2 separate regions of the Oryza sativa genome follow, and region 1 is linked to region 2. The links are chromatin contacts, called in public ChIA-PET maps. All regions are on one chromosome and are shown on one strand. The core of a region is the stretch at or near the end of the contact, and the rest is flanking DNA. Distances in the headings are between cores, read along the strand shown.

The links. ChIA-PET counts read pairs in DNA pulled down with a chosen protein or histone mark.
Region 1: an RNA polymerase II ChIA-PET map of leaf shows a contact between it and region 2, with 7 times the contacts expected there. The contact joins the promoter of LOC4339367 here to the promoter of LOC4339365 in region 2. A contact is called at or near these places in 1 of 15 Hi-C or Micro-C datasets (seedling) and 4 of 4 datasets of contacts at active chromatin or transcription factors (leaf and seedling).

The regions. Positions count from the first base shown.
Region 1 is chr5:26,215,448-26,219,649 of ASM3414082v1, forward strand. LOC4339367 (phosphatidylglycerophosphate phosphatase PTPMT2) reads right to left here and starts at 1,778. Exons shown (of 6, transcript XM_015785069.3): 1 at 1,280-1,778; 2 at 559-681; 3 at 104-197. The coding sequence starts at 1,525. It overlaps LOC4339368 (mitochondrial-processing peptidase subunit alpha), which reads left to right and starts at 3,671. Exons shown (of 13, transcript XM_015784223.3): 1 at 3,671-3,831. The coding sequence starts at 3,805.
Region 2 is chr5:26,171,643-26,175,992 of ASM3414082v1, forward strand. LOC4339365 (auxin-responsive protein IAA18-like) reads right to left here and starts at 2,001. Exons shown (of 6, transcript NM_001420749.1): 1 at 1,476-2,001; 2 at 1,241-1,385; 3 at 400-662; 4 at 138-285. The coding sequence starts at 1,815. It overlaps LOC9271180, which reads left to right. Exons shown (of 6, transcript XR_010741488.1): 5 at 534-683; 6 at 3,587-4,338.

The DNA.
Region 1 (4,202 bases), core at 528-3,027, 44 kb after region 2:
CTACCAAAGTTCAACTGCAGTGCCCACCTTAATTCACTTAATCATCATCAAAGCAAACTGGTGCTGATAATATGGTTTAGAACGCATGGTGGATGGTACTTACGGTGAATAAAATCGACAGCTTGACAGATATCCTCTAGAGAAGGGGCAAATAGATAGTCCCTCGTGGGAATCTCGAGATGATTGATCCCGTGAGCCTGATAAAGAGAGGAAAAAACTTCTTATTGTTCAGAACAAAATTTGATACAAGCCTGCTTATGCCAAGTGTCATGCCGTGATGCCGATTACACCATGTATATTGAGTTAAAGAAAGGATATAGAAAATGGCCACAGCTTGTTTGCCCTGATATTTTGAATGTACATATAGAATATGAATGGTAAAGATGCACGAGACAAGTGGATCCTGGTGTATGAACTATATATATTGAACTTCAAGTATGGGGCTTAACTGTTCACAGATGAAAACAAGAACAGTAGATAAAAATATGCACGCACAAAGATCTTGATACATGCCAAGAAAATCTGCAGCTACAAAATCAGGTGAAGGTATTTATTTACCTGGTATAAGGATGTTGGAACCAGAGTTTCATACGATTCATTCAGTGTGACAACGCCCCTTACTCCAAGTTGCTTGAGATGCGGTACATCACTAGAGAAAGGGACAGCACCTAGCAAAACATACTGGAGATGGGAGGTGGGAAGAAAATCAGTACACACCATCCAATGAACAGAAGATCACCATATTGTTTGATGAACTGTTCAAATTATCAGATACTAGTTTAAAACTGCATGCATCGTGCATGGATGGTAGACAGAGCTAACAATGAAAGTAGGAAATAAAAATTGGAAAGGATTCCTATAGGTTATCAGTAGCTGGTCAAATTACTCATATTGGTCATACCATAGCTCTAGACCTCAATAGGATCACTAATCAAAATCCCTATAACCATCCTTCAAGAGTAATCACAAGCGTAAGTGATACAAACATAACACATGCGAATCTACATGATATTGGTACAATTCAGAATGTTGATTTGCTCGAAAGTGTAGTATTGGACCCAAAAAATCAGCCGCAGGCCACATACTGTGAATTTACAACCTGCTTATCAAGCATTGGAGGGTAACAAAGCAAGCACAATGAATCAACTCTGCTCAAGGACCTGGAACTATGCCTACACTGATCGTCCCCAATATCCATGAGTGAAATTAAAGCACCAAATCGCTCCAGAACGACAAGGTGCAGTATATTGGGAGAGAGATGAGGGTAAGATTAACACACCTGGTCGATGCGATCCCACCACCGGAACTCAGACTCGAACCGGTTGCGGAGGACGTTGTAGAGCAGCGTCGGGTAGAACAGCACCCTCGCGCCGGCGCCGACGAGCGCGCGCTTCGCCCTCAGCCGCACGACGGCGACCACCTCGCCCCCGCCTCCGCCCCCGCCCCCGCCCCTCGCCTCCTCCCGCTCGTCCTCCTCCGCCTCCTCCGATCCCCCGGCGCCATCCCGCAGCTCCCGTATCCTCATGGCCGCAACAATCGGGAGCGCACCAAACCCTAGAAGCCGACTCGCCTCGTGGAATTCTCCTCCTGCACCGCTGGATTTTGGGGATTTTGGGTTGGAATTGGGGAGAAGAATTCGCGGATCGGGACTCGGGAGGTGATTAATCTCCTAGTGCCTTCGAGACGCCACAAACGGGTAGGGCCGCTCCGAACTAAGCCCAAGGAGGAGGACGGCGACAGCAACAGGTGGCGAATTACGCTGCGATAAATCTGCTTTCGCCATTGATTTGGCTCTTGATTATGCTTATTATGCAACTCTATTTGCATACTACACCTTCTTTTTTCTGTGGGGGAGCATATTGGTCCTTTTGACTGTTACATTGGGCTTCATTGCCAAAAAAGAAAAAAAAAAGCAACTGATCATTTTTGGTAAAGTCAAAAATTGGCAATGCTAAAAGTTTGTAAAATTTTGGCAACATAAAGATATGAAAGTGATGTTTAATTTGATGCCTTACCAAAATTTAGTATAGTTTTTATGAGTAGAAGTTCCTAGAATTACCAAATGTTGGTAGGGATTGAAAAGGTTACATGGTAAAGTCTTGTTTATTTTGTTGTCTTACCAAACTTTGATAATACCAAACTTTGGTATGGTTGATTTTAGTAATAAATTGAATAAGCCCATAATTCCATGCGGAATTGCTATTATATACTATTCTTAATTGTTGCTCTCTACTGTTAAAGAAAGTTCACTGCACTAGATTTTAAAACACTGTTTTATTGGATGGAACATTTAGTTAAGGGTATTTGTGGAGCTACAACAATGTAATTAATTAATTTCAGTTTGTTATTCACGGAAGATTCATCCAACTACCATAATTCGTGGAAAAAAAACAAATTTCATAACATAAATGAATAAATGGTATACTACGGTACCTTTTCCGTTTCGATTTACCATATGGTATTATTTACGCGTCTTGTTTATTGTCCGATTTTGTTATACACATTTTGTTATGAACCACACCAAGACAAGTTTGTGGAGTCCAAGTTGTGCCTTAATTAGCCCTCACCAGGTCTATGAATATTACATTATAATTTAGACATGTTTAGATTCGTACTATTTATTTGCCATATCAAATATAAATAATTATGGGGAGAGTTATTTCGAGCCATAGATTTACCATTAAGCTCTTATATTGTTCTTTTGACACAATAAGCTATTATATTGTTTATACCCACACTTCATCAATCCATTGGCTATCTTTTTTATCGTGGGTGCATCAAAATGTTTTACTATAGTTCCCTAGATTTTGTGGTGTGCCAAACCAACATGTATAAAAATGTAAGAATATACATGAAGAGCAACCAAATTTGAACCAAGAACTTCACAATCCAGTACTAAGATATAGCCATATACTTTGACACGAAGGTTTAAAAGTAATAAGAGCGTAGCCGTCATAGCGTATCACATAAACTAATTGAAAATATGTCACATTCAAATATTTCAAAACATCCTTTTCAATACGAACGATGAAATCAAGCTTTGATTACTCTAAAAAAACCATGTAGCTTGTTAGACTTCCTCACCCGGACTTAGTAGATAGATCGCTCATAAGCCTGGTTGGCCAAATTCTTTCTATTGTCATCGTGTATACGGAATCGACAACCACTCCCTTAGAAAAATCGTCCATGAGACCAATGACATGGTGTCATGGAAGAAATCTGCCAAAGGAAGAGCAGTAAAACGAGCATGTTCAGGAGGGCAGAATTGCAAAACTGCCTAATCACTTTCCCCCATCGCCGGTCACCGCCTCTGCTTTCTTTTTGGTTCGGAACACGTCACGTTGACGGCGACCGGGCCAGCCTAATTACCCAACCCATCGCTTTCGCCCCGTAGCTTCCACAGATCGGCCAGATGCCAAAACCCACGCAGCATATTCCCATCGTGCAACGCCTGTGCGCTCACAGCCGTCAGATCAAAGATCGGACGGGACGGGGCGCTCCGTGCCGACTCGGAAACCGCTTCACGCTCTGGCCTGGGCCCCGCCCCCGCGTTCGGAACATGGGCTGAACGAAATATTATTCTGGCCCATTTGATCCCCACGGCTCGCACCATGTGGGCCGAGCCCGAGATTGCAGTCAATTACGGCCCACGAAGAGGCGGATGCGAGTCGTCTTCATCTCGTCCGACGCTTCAACCCGCACCGATCCTGCGCCACCCCTTCGCCGGCGGCTTCTCCCCTCCTCTTCCTCCGCCGCTGCATCGCCGTCCCAGGAACTTGGACACGTCGCCTCTCGCCGGCGACCATGTACCGCGCCCTCCGCTCTCTCAAGGTTTCCCCGTCTGCACCCCCCCAACCTTCTACGACGTGTGGCGTTGCGTGTCTCGATCCATTTGGGATGAATGCGCTGGAGTGTTAGATCCAAACATGTGGCGCGGCTTGATTTATGGGAGCTTGTGGCTTTTTATTTGATCCATATCCGATTCTGGGCTAAATGGACTTAGGATTTTGCGTAGAACGGTGATCATTCTGCTGTTCTAGTAGCGTTCGATACTTCGGTATCAATTATCAAACTTACCGAGGGTGGTGGCTGGTGCGGAAATTGAGGAGTTCAATCATGTTTGAGGTGAATTTAGGCACAGAGGTGTTGATAGGTCGTTACCAAAGAGGTATCTCTGATGCAGAGAAGACAAGCTGTTACAT
Region 2 (4,350 bases), core at 751-3,250:
TTGGCACTACCAAAATTTTGCTGGGGCATCAATCCAAACAGGCCCGAAACAAATCAGTATGACAGGCTGACACCGTATCTTGTATATGGCTAGTGCTAATAAATATACAGTAGGAGTAAGCAACAACAAAAGCTTACTTCCATGGTATGTCCCCAGCTAACATTCTGTCTCCATCATTGTCTTCATATACTAAAGTGTATACACCAGTTCCATCCAACAACCCTGAAAATATTTTGTCTTCTGCCCCTTGCTCTCCACTTTCAGCACAAGATAGATCTTTTTGAGCTGCAAAACAATGCTTTAGAACAATATACAGACCATTTAAAACAAAAGTATTTGGCTCCTTAAATGACTTAAAGTATTTGTGTTCAGTGGGCTTGGTGTTCTTTTTTTTTTTACCTTCAAGAAAACCACGGAACAACTCTTCAACAGCAGATGACAGCTTCTGGTAGCTGTCGTATATTTGAAGGTCTACTTTCCTTCCAATGGGGATCCCATCCATGTTGATTTTGACAAGAGGTCTCTTCTTGCAGATTGGCTTTGCCTTGTCATCAGCTTCGTCATTTTGTCGTTCAGGGGACTGTTTAAATGAACTGCCATTTGTGAGGTTTCTCCTGAAGGACCGGATTGGAGGCCAACCGACTACTGGAGGAATAGCACCTCTACATCAAATTAAAGCACTGGTAAATGATGGGTTTATTCATTTATTTTTGGAAAAATTGGGAGTCTGCGTATGTAGGTGGCGTAAATCATAAACCCATAATTAAAAGAACACACTGTTCCACTGATGGAAAGCATATCATTACTTAACCAATAAACAATGGTTTGAGCCACAATGAGTACTAGCCACAGAAAGTAACTACGTGGTTGATTAAAAGACAACCTTTTGGCAATTTAAATTGACTAAGGTTTCTCCTTTGAGTGGCAAAATTGACGATTAAACCATCATTCTAAGTATCAAAAGCCAAAATAAATATCACAAAATGCTCACGACAATTTATTCAGAAAGCCATGACCAACAAGTGGAACAATTTGAAAGATCTTAGCTCATTTTAGAATTAAAAAGAAAAGAAAAGAAGGGACCCTAGGAAAGCTGAATTCATAGGAAAGCATGAACTAACATTAAAAATATGTAATCTGTCAAAGTTACCCATGCTGTCACCATGCATGATGACAAGAAAAAAACAAGTATGGCTTCCATGGTAGAAAAGAGGATAAAAGGCAGTAAGTGTATTGTTACCTCCCCTGGGGGTTGCTGCTGTGCGCTGCAGCTGAGCATGGTGGTGAGGGACAGCATCCTTTCTTCCTCTCACCTGCCATATTTTCATCTCCTAACGTTAGCTCCTTCCCACATTCTTCTGTGTCCCGGTGGCTCTGATTATAACCTGAGGTAACAGAAGAGAAGATATAGAAAAAAAAGAACAGCTGCTCAAATTAAGGAACTAGAGTAAGCTGCTCGTTTTCCCTTGTCCTACCTTCTAGTGTGGCCCCAACAATCGCAAAAAATCCTCTCTTTGCCCCAGTTGTGCCGATGCTGGTGGTAGGCTTTGAATGTGTAGGGAAGCAACCGATGGATGGTTCTGAGGAACTCTCTCGTTGTTGCTGCTGTATCTTCTCTCTTGAATCAGCTGCTCTCTCTTCCTGTTGGACACCAGGGAGGCCGAGCTTAAGCTCTAGCTCCTTATCCTCATCGGCATCTAAGTTTGTGTTCCTTGATCCTTCTCCATCTGCTTCTTTCACCTTCCATTCTCTCCCGTCAGGGATGAGGTGTAGCAGCGTGGGAGGGAGGCCTTTGTCCTTGAATTCTTCTTCCATAGGACTTGATCTGCTATAGGAAATATGAATTCTCTAAGAAAAAGGAACAAGAGGAAAATCTTTGTGTTAAAATGAATAGATGGTGGTATGTGGAGCTGAGGAAGGACTACAGTGCCAATGTTAAGGGCTTCAACACTCAAAAACTCTACCATAAATGATATACTACATATGAAGTTGGGAAACGATGGGAAGAATGCAAGTATGCAGCTACTTGAAGAGTTCAGTTTTGCACTCAACTTAGGCCGGAGAAAGTGTCAAAACAAACGTGTAACATATTCTAAGGTCAAAGTGAAAGCTGGAAAGAGAAACCGGGAAGAGATAGGACTTGTGATCATCAAATCAATTCATGTCACAACCTCAAAGACGTTTTCGAGCAAGGGAAATGGAGCCTGCAACCATTTATTCGGCAACAAGATAAAGCACTTTCAAGTCTCGTGTCAAACTTAAGTCTTTCACGACGTGAAAGAGTGGCTACCAACTCATGTCCAAAAGCATTTTCGGATGGACGCGATGTAACTCGCCGAAATTAGCAGACAAAGAGATTCAAGCTCATGCACCTTGCAACCACTCAAGAATTAAGATAAGATCACGTAGCAGAGAACATCAACAGAGCAAGCACTCACCACTCACCAGACACCAAGAACAGCTGCAATAACCTGTCCAACTCTAAGGCTCAACAACTCCAGGAATGGCTATCAGAAGGCCAGAACTAACAAGAAGCAGCTAGCTTTTGTACTAGTGTGTGTGATGCCTGCCGTTCTTTTCTATTGGCCTGCTGCTTCCTAGTGCCCCTAGAGCTGAGCTCTCCTTTTTATCCTTGCACTTTTCAGCCTATCTGTTCTTGGCAAGCACGCAGTTGGATGGCTCAACCTGTGAATGATGCAAGTGTGTACTAGTAGGCATGTAGCACGGGTTCCTTTGCGTTCGTGTGTACGTGACCGTGTGTATGGGACTGGATCGATGATTGGGAGGGGGGCCAGGTGCACCGAGCATCGATCAAATGGATCTAGCGGAATTGAGATCACCTGCAGTTGTTTATGACTGCAACTTTCGCAGTCATACAACCATTGTTGGATCAAATATCAAGGGCTCAAATCACACAAAAGTACTGTTCATCAGATACTGTAGCAGATGAATCCTGTAGCGCGTACTGTAGCAAGTGATAACAAACAGTACTGGTACTAAATCATGGCCGTTGAAATCTTCGATCCGATGGTATTGAAGACCTAAGACTGCTAATTTTGCAGTCCATGTTCAAACTGCGTGGGATCCCAATCCGATCTAGCGACGCCTACGGGGTTATGGCTTATCCAGGCAAGTGGGGGGATTGGTGATGTGATGGATGCGGGGTTTGTTAGTATTGGTTTATTATATCATCGTGTAGTTGTTGTCGGATGGTGGTGGTGTCATGGTGACACATGCTGCAATGCTTCTTGTTCTTTCTTACTACACTGCCCTTCTGGGACCACTGTCGGCGTTGGGAGAATGCGTTTTCTCTTGATTTGATTTTCTGATCGCTGTCCACTTTGCATGTGCTGATTGCTGAAACTATGATTTTGATCCATGCTGATGAAGAACACGTACCTCCGGAGCTACGGTGTTACTTACTCTTATATAGCAACCTAATACTAGATTGAACAGATTTTAATCGTACGAATTTAATCAAGTACTAAGTTGTTATATAATTTTTGAAACAAAGGGAGGGAGTAATTTAATTTCGTTCATAAAGAGAGCATGGGTTCCCATCCTTCACAACTGCTGCAACTTGTAGGAACGTTCGCAACTTCGCATGAAGGTATAGTGCACGCCTACGTGTTGCCGCTGCAGGACGATGTATGCTCCTTTCCCTTGCTTGCCCATGACGAGAACTCAACAGAGGCCAGAAAACAGCTAGTGCACCGGAAACACAGATGCATGGTTGCGAGTAGTGCACCGGACGCACGCACGCGCCATGACATGGAGTATATTACTGTAGCACACTACGGGATAGTGGACTTTGTGGCAGCTAGCCTCGCCCTGGCGCGCGACGCGACCACGCGAGAGAGGCAGAGATAAGGAGTGGACTTTTGCGCGCGTGCGGCGCGTCCGCCACTGCGTCTCGTGGTCGCCGATCACGCGCGCGCCGGTGTAAGATCGAGAGATCAGATGGACGGTGTGGTACGGTACTCCGTATCCAGTGGTGGTCCTGGTCTACAGCGCTGGCGCGCTCTTTCCTCGCTCGTGCACGCAACGCACGCGCGAGCACCACCGCGGCTAGCTGCGCACATCGACGAGGAATCAGTGCGTTCGGTAGGCGGTAGCCCCTGTAGACGGTAGTGTGGCTCCGCACCGCAGCGACGACTCGCGGCGCCGAGGTGCGCTTTGGCGCAGACGGCCGACCGGCCCATGCGGGCACCGAATGGCGCTATCGAATATCGATCTTGGAGACTTGGACATGCAGGCTAAGACTGTGCCGGCAGTGTCCTGTGTCCCGGTCTTTCTTTTCTGCGATTTTGGACATCTACAGTTCTACACTTTCATGGACACGGCTCTGTT